Regions from separate parts of the Arachis hypogaea genome. Here region 2 is linked to region 1. The links are chromatin contacts, called in public Hi-C maps. All regions are on one chromosome and are shown on one strand. Each heading gives the region's core, a stretch centred on a gene start, on an enhancer-like site or on the middle of the called end of the contact. The rest is flanking DNA. Distances are from core to core; before and after follow the strand shown. Region 1 has its middle 16 kb from the start of LOC112729322. Region 2 holds the start of LOC112727720.

Evidence for each region. Hi-C and Micro-C count contacts between places; a contact is called where the count stands out from the background.
Region 2: a contact with region 1 is called in a Hi-C map of an unstated tissue, with 4 times the contacts expected there. The contact joins the promoter of LOC112727720 here to the enhancer-like site in region 1. A contact is called at or near these places in 3 of 8 Hi-C or Micro-C datasets (leaf and an unstated tissue).

Annotation. Positions count from the first base shown.
Region 1 is chr12:92,570,068-92,575,951 of arahy.Tifrunner.gnm2.J5K5, reverse strand. No RefSeq gene overlaps it. Among protein-coding and RNA genes, the nearest start is that of LOC112729322, 16 kb to the left of the region's middle. Within about 2 kb of position 2,716, at least 2 of the 3 cell types and tissues checked have open chromatin away from gene starts, as enhancers often do.
Region 2 is chr12:92,698,086-92,703,980 of arahy.Tifrunner.gnm2.J5K5, reverse strand. LOC112727720 reads right to left here and starts at 3,004. Exons shown (of 11, transcript XM_025777597.3): 1 at 2,871-3,004; 2 at 891-2,559; 3 at 1-91. The coding sequence starts at 2,525. LOC112727719 (retrovirus-related Pol polyprotein from transposon TNT 1-94) reads right to left here. Exons shown (of 6, transcript XM_025777595.3): 6 at 2,683-5,895. The coding sequence ends at 3,398.

The DNA of each region.
Region 1 (5,884 bases), core at 1,467-3,966:
ACTAGCTTTTTTCCAACTCATGTAAAACCGTAATTAAAAGTGAATTTTCGGCTCAAAAAGTCTCTAGTGAAAAAAATAAACCAATGGCAAGCAAGTGTTTACTTTTTACTAGTCAAATTTGACTTAGAGAAATTAATTACCCTTATAAAGTCAAGTTTGACCTATTAATTACTATTTTCTAATTTATTTTTATTTTTTTTACCATTGGGATTGCCTCATTAATAGTTATTGGGTCGAAGTTCAAGATTTTGCAGAATAAGTTACAAAATAGCCAGAAAAGTATTTACCAAAAATTGGATTCTTACAATACATAACTAACATAGTAATTAAACTATCACTAACAAATACATATGTATAAGATTTAGGGTACCTTTTGCTGGTCGGAAATGAAGTTCCATCATTCCACTTTGCAGTCGTCGAGGTCATCTTGGAGAAGCTTTAGAAACCACTTCCAGCTTTGCTTGGTTTCACTATCAATATGAGTGGCAATCGATACTCCAACAGTAGCTTCTGCTACCCTTCACCGTTTGCTACGAACTACTCCGGCGGCAATGTGTAGCGACGTAGCATGACGACGACGGTTGACAAGGTTAGGGCTTTCTTCGAAACACCTATGTGAAAACAAGTTGGGGGAGGGAAGATGATATACAAGGTGAGTAAAAAGGGGGTTCTAAGCATACGAAATGACGTCGCAAATTGCCCCTAAAACACTACATTTTGTGTTAGGTAGAAGGGGCCAATTTGTGCTCCTTCATTATGTGACTCAGTAGCTTAACGACACGCGTAGGATGGATCCATTTTCGAAGGACCAATTTGACGGACATCGTTAAAAGTTGGGGCAAAATTGATGATTATTTTTCTTGGGGGCTAAGATATCCACTTCAAAATTTCTTGGGGTCCAATTTAGGTAAATACTAAAAAAAAAAATATAATGACCCAGTCCGGGTTATAGAAACCAGTTGGGTCACTGCCTCACTGGTTTTGCTAAAAATCGGCCCAGTCAACTAGAGTTCAGCGATCCGATGCTTGGACGATCAAACGAGTGGCTTGGTCTAACCAAGTGACTGAGTGACCGAATTTCGATCAAACCGGCCGAGTCGAGCCAAATTTTCATAACTATGGTTTAAACACTTTCTCAAGATCTAGTGGAAAATGGATAAGAGAAAGAGGGTTTATGCAATCACAGTCACTCATGTTGCAAACTTTGGACTCATTTTAAATGGGCCGGATCCATTTTTCAGTAAAATAAAATCAAAAGATAATGATAAGTAGTAGGTTTTAGGCCTATTCCATGCCCAAAACAAAACTGAGGGAATAGTATCGAATGACAACGTCTTCTTCTATCGTACCACGGCGGAATCTTCTTTAGTGGTAGGGCAGTTGGTACTGTTACTACTATAATAAAGTTATATAGAATTTGAGGTTTGTATAAAGAATGATACAACTTTAATTTCTATTTTATAATAAAATTGTCATGTGAGAAAAATATTTATGATTTCTTTCCACCTAGCACATTAGGCATTTTGGTACCAATTCTAATTTTAGACATTTCAGGCTCTGGAATCTGATGAAAGATCTTCGGAATCCAACGCATAACCAACTAAATAGAACTACATGAATAAAAAAATAAATCGATTTAATAAAACCATCCTACATTACACAAAAGAAACATTCGCAATACCAAATCCCAACAAGTATCCAACCTCGGACTACCAAAATAGCCTAAATCAAGAAGAAACATCCAACATGCATGAAACATCCACCTAAAATCAAATAAACATCCCTCTACAATCAAGAAGAAATATCTAGTACATCTAAAAAACTAAACATCAATCGAAAATCATGAAGAAACATCCAATTCATCCAAAATCAAAGAAACATCCATCTAAAAGAAAAGTAAATATTACATGAATGTTTCTTTGATTTAAGATGGATTGGATGTTTCTTTGCTTTTATATGGATGTTTTCTCCTGATTTTATATGGATGCTTTCTTTTTTAGATATACTAGATATTTCTTCCTGGCTTTAGATGGATGTTTCTTTTTTTCGATGGATTGGACATTTCTTCCTGATTTTACATGGATGTTTCTTTTTTCTAGATGGATGTTTATTTGATTTTAGATGGACGTTACTTTGCTTTTAGATTAATGTTTTTTTGATTTTAGGTAGTTGTTTCATGCATGTTGGATGTTTCTTCCTGATTTATGATATTTGGTAGTCCGAAATTGGATACTTGATGGGGTTGGTATTGCGGATGTTTCTTTCAATATAATGTAAGATGGTTTTACTAAATTGACTTATTTTTTTATTCATATATTTCTATTTAGTTGATTATGCATTGGATTCCAAAGTTCTTCCATCGAATTCCAGAGCTCGAAATATCTAAAATTAGAATTGCTACAAAAATGCCTAATGTGCCGGTGAAAAGAAATCATAAAAATTTTCTTTACATGAAAATTTTTTTATAAAATAAAAATTACAATTATATCCTTCTTTATACAAACTCCAAATTCTATACAACTTCCTTAGAGTAGTAGTAGTACCAACCACCCCACCACTAAGGAAGATTCCGCCGTGGCACGACAGAGGAAGACATTGTTGTTCAATAATGTTCCCTCGGTTTTGTTTTTGGGTTTGGAATGGGCCCAAAACCTACTAGTTATCGTTATCTTTTGGTTCTATTGTACGAACAAATGGGTCCGGCCCATTTAAGATGAGTCCAAATTTTGTAGCATGTGTAACATGATTGCATAAACCCTCTCTCTCTTCCCCATTTTCCACTAGACCCTGAGAAAGTGTTTAAACCCTTGCTCCACCTCCTCGTCTTCTTTTTCTTCTTTGTTGTTATTTGCAGGTTTTTGCAGAAAATGAATTCGCTGGGTGTTAGACTTGCGAAGCATTTTCGTATATCTTCTCTGAGCTCCTCTTCCCATGGTGTGTGTTATACTTTCCATTTTTTCCATTCTTTTATTATTATTTCATTTTAAGTGTGTAACCTCTTTGAATAGGTTTCTGTTGTTCTCATTACTAGAACACATTTACTCATTTTATGTCGTAACCTTATTTTAAAGTCACTGTAAGATTACTAATGTAGATTCCTGAACTAACAATTAAAGCCAAATGTTTTCTTATTGGCCAATGGATGAACTAAAATGTTTTCTCATGTTTTTTTTATTAATTAAACTTAGATTTTTTTTAATTAATCCCTAGTTTTGTTTTTCTTAGAATTATTTAGATTGCACTTCAACTAAATATGTTTGAGCTAATCTTGTTTGTTCAAAGGAGAATTTCAACGACATGCGCTGGGAAAACTGACTTGCTGCTTGAGATTATGTTCAATGATGAGGGCTTAAATAATATAGTTAATGATGATCGAAAAAATGAAGAGCTGGATGATGAATTTGATTATTTTCTTGGTAGCAAGACAGATCTAGAATTGCAGGGTGTGGATCCAAAGAGGGTTTGGGGATTTCGAGGAGTGCACAAGGTATCCGATGGAAAATGTATTCTTTGATGCTTTTGTATTTATTGGTTTTATTAATAACTCACTTGTTGCTCTTAGTGTTGTATAGTTTACGTTGACACATGTTGATGAAGTCATTGACGAGTTCTTACAAAAGATTATTCTTGATATTATTTTGCCATGTGTCAAGAGAAGGTATGTATTATAGATATTTTTGTTGAATCATTTTTTTATGTCTCTCTACTCTCTGGCTTTAATATTTGATTTATCTTTTGTTTTAAAAAAATTACTCTGATATTATAATTATGCTTTGCTTTTTCAGTCGCTTCCATACTACTGAATTTTGAATTATATTTATCCTATTTTCTTTGTTGATGGATTAGATTTAAAAGATAAGATACGTGTCAAGTCTTTCCGTAGACCTTTTGAAGATCCAATTTTGGGTAACATTTGGAAACAAATTGATTCTGGTAGTAAATCATCTGTTATTCAAGGCAGAGTTTGTTTGATGTATGTTATTAGAGGCTAAGGCGGAGACATAATGATATATAGAGTAAGATCCTTTATTTGTGTGCTAGTTGTGACTTGTCCTTCTTCACTAGAAACTCTATGATATCTTGAAATATTTCTGTAAAATAACTCCATTATTCAACAGTTGGTGATTCCAAAAACCAATATGGAAATGTGATGACTTCAATATCAAATTCGGACACTGTAAGATGTTCAAGGTTCTTGTATTGGTCTTGTTTTGTAATATAACCTCAACATCATTATTGTTCACTATCAAAGCATTCAAGTTTGGAAATACCTGATGAATAAAAAAAAAACAATACAGGTTAGGACCTATAGAAGTTTATATTCCATTAATTATCGTGTGAATATATACAACAGCAAAGAATATAGATATCTCCAATTCTCTAACACGATATATTATTTATCTTCAGAGTTTCCAAAATACTTTTTTTTTACGGAATGAGTGATTTTTTCTTCAAGTAATTAATTGATTACCATAAGATAATCAAAGAGAAATGACATTAAGTTATTACTATATTTGGCTTTAAGAAAAAATGACAGCTACACTAAATAAAAATAGTGAAGTTCATAATTCTCATATAAATATTATCAATATAGTTTTCTTATGAATATTTAGCAACATAATTTAGCTACTTTATCTTATCTAATTAGATTCCTTATACAAAAATGAAGAAAGACATTGGAAGTGCTTCAACTGTTAGTGGCATACGAATATTAAGAGCAATGCAAATAACTTGCCAAAAGAAAATAAAATTAAAATAAATATTTCTGTCATTTTACCCAAGTGACAATTAATAAATTAAAGGTGGCCAATAAGTATTCAATCAAGTTGTTCCCTAATTCAACTTTTGATTTTCATCATGTCATTTGACTCATGCTAATATGCATGGTTAAATTTCACAAAATGACATCATTTTTTATGGTAGACATCAAACAACACGAAGTGAAAAAATGTGTTGGAAAATAACATAATGCATGTGATGTGATGTGGTGTGTTGAAATTATATGAAATTTATATCACTATTTATGATAAACATGTTATTTATTTTACAATTAAATTTGGACATCAATTTGAGCTTTACTGAAAATTTTTGCAGAATTGTTTTGTATTTGGATCATAACTTTGAGTTATTTGTAGTGCTATAACACATGTTTCTTTGTCTTGTAGGAAAATTAAGAAAATTACTTGCAAATCTTATGAAGATCATTGAAGGTGAATCACAACTATTGATGAGGATGGCTTTTAGGTAAGGTTGCTATGCTTCTGAAGTCCAAATATCTTTTTAGATAGAACCGGTTGAGACGAGTAGTGATGATAAGTTGATAACCTCAATGTGGTAGAGCAGCTCATTGAGTCATGATTATATGAGAGCTAATATGTCTTGTAGTAACTAGACAAGACATTGCATGAAATACTTGAAAGGATGACACTTGAAATATCGGGCATCCCAAACACAAAAAGCATCGGTACTTATTTGGAGTTATTAAAGCTTATATTTGGTGAAGCCGCCAATTACTTAATGTGAAGAGTCCCTTTTATTGCATGATATATCGGATTCAGATTACATAGTTTGTAGTCCATATTATGATCATTGTTCTTATGTTGCATAGGGGACATTTCACATAGAGGATTATTTGGAGAGGAAAAAGATTAAGAAGTCCACATTAATTCAGCCAAAAACTTGAAAATTAGATAATAAATAGATGGAAAAGAAAGAACTTCTAAAAAAAATTCAAAGACAATCAAAACATCCAAAATTAAAGTGAAAAAAAACATTTGAAAGTGAAAAAAAAAAAAACTAATTTCAGCATTGAATTTATAATTTATAATTTAGGATTTAGAATTTATAATTTTGGATTTAAAATTTAGAATTTAGGGTTGAGGGT
Region 2 (5,895 bases), core at 1,755-4,254, 130 kb before region 1:
TCAATTTGTAAAAAGAGTGTCGATTATCCTTCCAAATTTTGCTCAAATTGAGTGAGCTCAACTTCAAAGTGTCCAAATTAGGAAATGCAACCTACGTGAAATATAAAAATGTTAACAAAAGCTTAAAGAAAGATTATAAAAACCTTAGCATTCAATGCTATTTCAAAATTTGTAGGGGTTATGTAATAAACTAACAATTGAAAAGAAATGCAACAAAATAAAATTAATAAAAGTAGCTAAGAAATAACTAAAACAAGTAAATGAAATGTCATAAAAACAAAAAAAAATCGCATACCTACGGTACAAGGAAAATGAGAATTTTCTATGATCATTTAAAATATGATTTTAGTACCCATAAAAAGTACTTAGTAGTATTCATGACGATCAATAATTATTTACTATAATTTTAAAAAATGTTTTAAGCTATTCTCTCACACACACATAAGTGAAATGCATTTTCAATTTTATTGAATTGAATACATAGTTATTATAAATTTGGTTCATGATTGATGATTGTATATTTTCTTGACATTAAAATTAACTTAATATGCTATATAGAAATATAATAAAAAAATATTAACAAAAAAAATTATATTTTTATCTTAAAAAATTAATATAAGTATATTTATTAGTTTACAGAGTATAACAACTAAGCAAAATGGTCTTCCAATCTTTTAGAAGTCAGAAGATACCACTTAATAGTTAATACTACTTTTGATTAGATATGTTATTTATGCTTAGTCATAATTATTCAGATCCACCGATACTCTTCATAAAATACAATATATAAATAAATTAAAAAACCCTAATTATCATTGAAAATAATCATCTTAGGACTTACCTGTATGCGCGTAAAGATTTGAAACAAGAATAGAAGGTAAAACACTTACTTGATTGTTAAAAAGGGGTATAGCAGAAGATGTTGGCTGATGAGAAAAGAAACTTTTAAGCTCATCCAAATGTTGTAAAGTTAGAGAATGGAGCAATGGAAACTGAATGGTTTCAACAGTTTCGTCATTCATTACACTTGCATCACCATCTTCAAACACGATCCTTTCCATAAGTTTGCATCGAGAAACTTCGAGCTCTGAAAGCTGAGACATGCTTTTAACTATGGAAACAGAGAGAAGATATTTCACTTTATTACAGTTTTCAACTTTGATGGCCTGGAGCTTGGCAAAAGAATTGTTCGCAAGTGGCCCATCATAAATTTTCTCCATCTGATCGAGATTCTGAATGACCAGTTTTTCCAGGTTTGGAAATGAGGGGGATGGAACATGAGTCCTCTCTTTAAAATCAATGATGTGCTGAATTAAGGCATTATTTTGGATGTGGAGGTGCTTCAGTTGAGGAAATCCGTCTCCATTCAATTGATAGAGTACATTCGAAATGCCTCCAACTTCATCCAAATACAAATTCTCTGCTCTTTTAATCAATCCTTTGATCCCGGGCTCCAAGTGAATATTGGTCTCAAGCTTGAGCTTCAACGTCTTCAGTGTTTCATCATCAATATCAAACCCTTCCCAGACATCTCCAATAGCTATATTGTACCTTTCTAATTTATCAAACATCAGATCACTTGGCAACATGCAAGCCTCACGAACTTCTAATCCTAGAGCTGTCAAGTTCAACAACTGTCGGAATTCATCAAGGCTGGCATTTTTTGTTTTGCTGACTAAATTTTCACCATTCCAATCAATTGAAATACCTCTCATGTAAAACTCCTCCAAACTGATCAATCTTGATATGATGTTTTGCGGGATGACTTCAACTCCAGAGTAGCACATAAGTAACATTTTTAGCTTAGTCAACTGACCAATTTCACTAGGAAAGTTTATCATGGAAGAACACCAGAGGTTAAGAATTTCTAGATTTTTCAAAGCTCCTATTCCATCCATACTTTGTAGAACACATATAAACAAGTGCAATGTTTGAAGGCTAGTTAGCCCACAAATAGATGTTGGTAACAAAGGCAAGTTTATGCATCTCAATTCTAACACTTTGAGGCTTTTCATTCCCTCAAAGAAAGAATCAGGGATTTCCAGAGAACGATCAGCACTATTCAATACAAAAAGCAAAAGATTAGGACAATCTAACTTTTCAGGAAGCTTATTGATGATGCAATTATCCAGGACAATCTGGGAGCAGCTTCTTAGAAATCCCTCTGTCGGCCATTCCTTCAAGGCATCTCCATGCTTTGTTGTAAAAACATGGCGATCCCGTTTTGCTATGGATACAGCTACTTCACGAACAATGTCATGCACATACAACAGACAAGAAGACATACGACCTTCATACATCAGACAAGAGGCCTTCAAGGTGTCAAGTATTCTGAATAACCTATTTCTTGCAGCGGCTAGTGTGTTTATTCCTTTAAATAGGTCTAAACCCATGGCGCATGTCACTATGTACTCTGGAATAAAAAAGGATCCCATTACGGAACAAAGCAAGAGTACATCCTTCATCTCCTCAGATTCCAACCAATTGTAACTCAATTCCAGTGCTGAATAAGTGACCGCATCCATGTCTCCACTATTGGCACCATCTAACTGATAGAGCCTAGCAGCGGAAACGACACAAATGTCCAATACAAGAACAATATGGAAGCACTCACAACACAATATGGCAGCAACTATAACAAGCAAATATAGCAAGTAAAGCAATAATAAGAACACACCGAGATTTTAACGTGGAAAACCCCCTCAATGTGAGAGGTAAAAACCACGAGTCGTCCAGACCAATGAAATAGCTCCACTATAATCAAATGAGGTACAAGAGAGTCTCAAACAAAGCACAAAAATGTGCATATAACCAGCCAAAACATCAAAGCACCAAAGCTCACAAATGAAAAGCAAGAAGATGAAATATACCCAAAAAACAGAGCTACTGTCGAAGCCAATTTCTCCCTCTGCAGACCTCCAATTAAAATCTCCACCGTCCAGAATGAAGAACAAGATGTGAAGAATCTACAGTTCAAATTTCACGTCGATCCAACGGTGAAAGAATGAGAAACTGCCGTTCCAAAATTGCTGCTCTGTGTAAAAACGGGAAACCTAATTTCTCTCTTGCGAAGCCAATTTCTCTCACTGCAAATCTCCAATCAACATCTCCACCGACCAGAATGAAGAACAAGATGATAGGAACATGCAGTTTAAATTTCAAGCCGATCCAACGGTGAACAACTCAGAAACTGACATTAGAAATTTACTGCTTTGGGCAAAAACGGGAATTCTGTTTTTCCCTTTTCTCTCACTTGGTGGCTACTCTCTCTCACTCTCAATGACCCCCAAAAATCTGAACTAGGGTTGTGGCACAATGGGTGCAAGAGACACCCTCAAAATGTTGGGCTTGGGCCTCACAAAGGAGAGAAAAACCCAACAAATCTCCCCCTTCTCGACTAGGTGGAGGCTCTCGCCATTCCGGCGATCAAACAACATGTTTCAAACTTTTCTCTTGACAATGCTTTTGTCATCATATCAGCACCATTGTCATCAGTGTGAACTTTCTCAAGTTCCAACAACTTTGAATCTAACACATCCCGTATCCAGTGATACCTAACATCAATGTGTTTAGATCTTGGATGAAAAGTAGAATTCTTGGCAAGATGAATAGCACTTTGGCTATCACACAACAACACATAACGGTCTTGCTTGAAACCAAGTGCTGCAAGAAACTTCTTCATCCACAACAACTCTTTACATGCTTCAGTTGCTGCAATAAACTCTGTCTCTGTGGTAGAAAGTGCAACACACTTTTGTAGCCTTGACTGCCATGAAATAGCTCCCCCTGCAAACTTGACCAAATAACCTGAAGTAGACTTTCGAGAATCAATATCTCCTGCCATGTCTGCATCAGTAAAGCCAACTAGCAAAGGTTTCTCACCACCAAAACTCAAACTCAAGTTAGTTGTACCTTTGAGATATCTCATAATCCATTTAACAGCATTCCAATGTTCTTTACCTGGATTAGAGAGAAAACGACTCACAGTACCAACTGCATGAGCAATGTCTGGTCTAGTACACACCATAGCATACATCAAGCTTCCAACAGCTGAGGCATAAGGAATTTCATCCATTGCTTGTTTCTCCTCATCAGTGGTTGGACACTGCTTGGTACTCAACTTAAAATGAGGAGCAAAAGAACTAGCAACACATTTGGCATCATTCATGCCAAACCTTTGAAGCACCTTCTTTATGTACTTCTCCTGTGACAAATAAAGCTTCTTGGAATCTCTATAACGAGTAATAGTCATGCCCAAAATTTGTTTGGCAGGACCCAAGTCCTTCATAGCAAAGAACTTACTCAACTGTTTCTTCAACTCATTAATCCTCAAAGCATTCTTGCCCACAATCAAAATATCATCCACATAAAGCAAAAGAATGATAAAATCATCATCAGAAAATTTTTGCACAAATACACAATGATCTGAAGTTGTCTTACGGTAACCATGCTTCCCCATAACAGATTCAAACTTCTTGTACCACTGTCTTGGAGCTTGCTTCAACCCATAAAGACTCTTCTTAAGCTTGCACACAAAATCTTCCTTTCCTTTAACAACAAAGCCCTCCGGTTGCTCCATGTAGATCTCCTTGTCTAAATCACCATGAAGAAAAGCTGTCTTCACATCCATTTGCTCAATCTCCAAATCAAGAGACGCTGCTAATCCAAGCACAGCACGAATGGATGACATCCTCACAACAGGAGAAAAGATCTCCTCATAATCAACACCTTTTCTCTGGCTAAAGCCTCTAACAACCAATCTAGCCTTATACCGAGGCTTAGAATTGTGTTCTTCATTCTTGATTCTGAATACCCATTTGTTCTTCAAAACTCGCATACCCTTCGGTAGCTTCACCAACTCATAGGTATCATTCTCAAGCAAGGACTTCATTTCTTCTTGCATAGCTTCAAGCCATTGAGCTTTGCTTTCATCTTCAACAGCCTCTCCAAAGCATTCAGGTTCTCCCCCATCAGTCAACAAAACAAACTCATGTGGAGAATACCTTGATGAAGGCTTCCGCTCTCTTGTAGACCTTCTGAGTGCATTTGCAGGAATTTCCAAAGCTGGTTCTTCATCTTGATCATCATCACCAACTTCATCAAGTATCGGATCAATTGTTCCATCTTCACCTGCACTTGTATCATGCTCATTATTTTGAGCTTCAACTCTACCATCTTCTACCATAGGCATAGAGGGAGTAATATCCAAGTCAGAAAAATCATCACTAGGCTGAACCATTGGCTTCTCAGCATTATCAACATCCTTCAATGTTTGGTCTTCAACAAAGACAACATCTCTACTCCGAATCACCTTCTTGCTAACAGGATCATAAAACATGTAACCAAACTCATCCATGCCATAGCCAATAAAAATACACTGCCTAGTCTTTACATCAAGCTTAGATCTCTCATCTTTGGGAATATGAACAAAAGCTTTACATCCAAAGACTCTTAAATGATCATAAGAAACATCTTTACCTGACCATACCTTCTCTGGCACTTCAAATTGCAAAGGAACACATGGTGTCCGGTTCAAGACATGAACAACAGTGCTCAAAGCTTCACCCCAAAAGGATTTTGCCAATCCAGACTGCGACAATAAGCACCTAACTCTTTCAACCAGTGTTCTGTTCATTCTTTCAGCCAAGCCATTCAACTGAGGAGTCTTCGGAGGAGTCTTCTGATGTCTTATACCATGCTCTTTACAATAAGCATCAAATGGACCTGAGTACTCACCACCATTGTCAGTACGAATGCATTTCAACTTCTTCCCAGTTTCTCTTTCAACAGAAGCTTGAAATTGCTTGAACACATTCAAAACTTGATCTTTGGTCTTCAAAGTGTAAACCCATAATTTTCTAGAATGATCATCAATAAAGGTTACAAAATAGATAG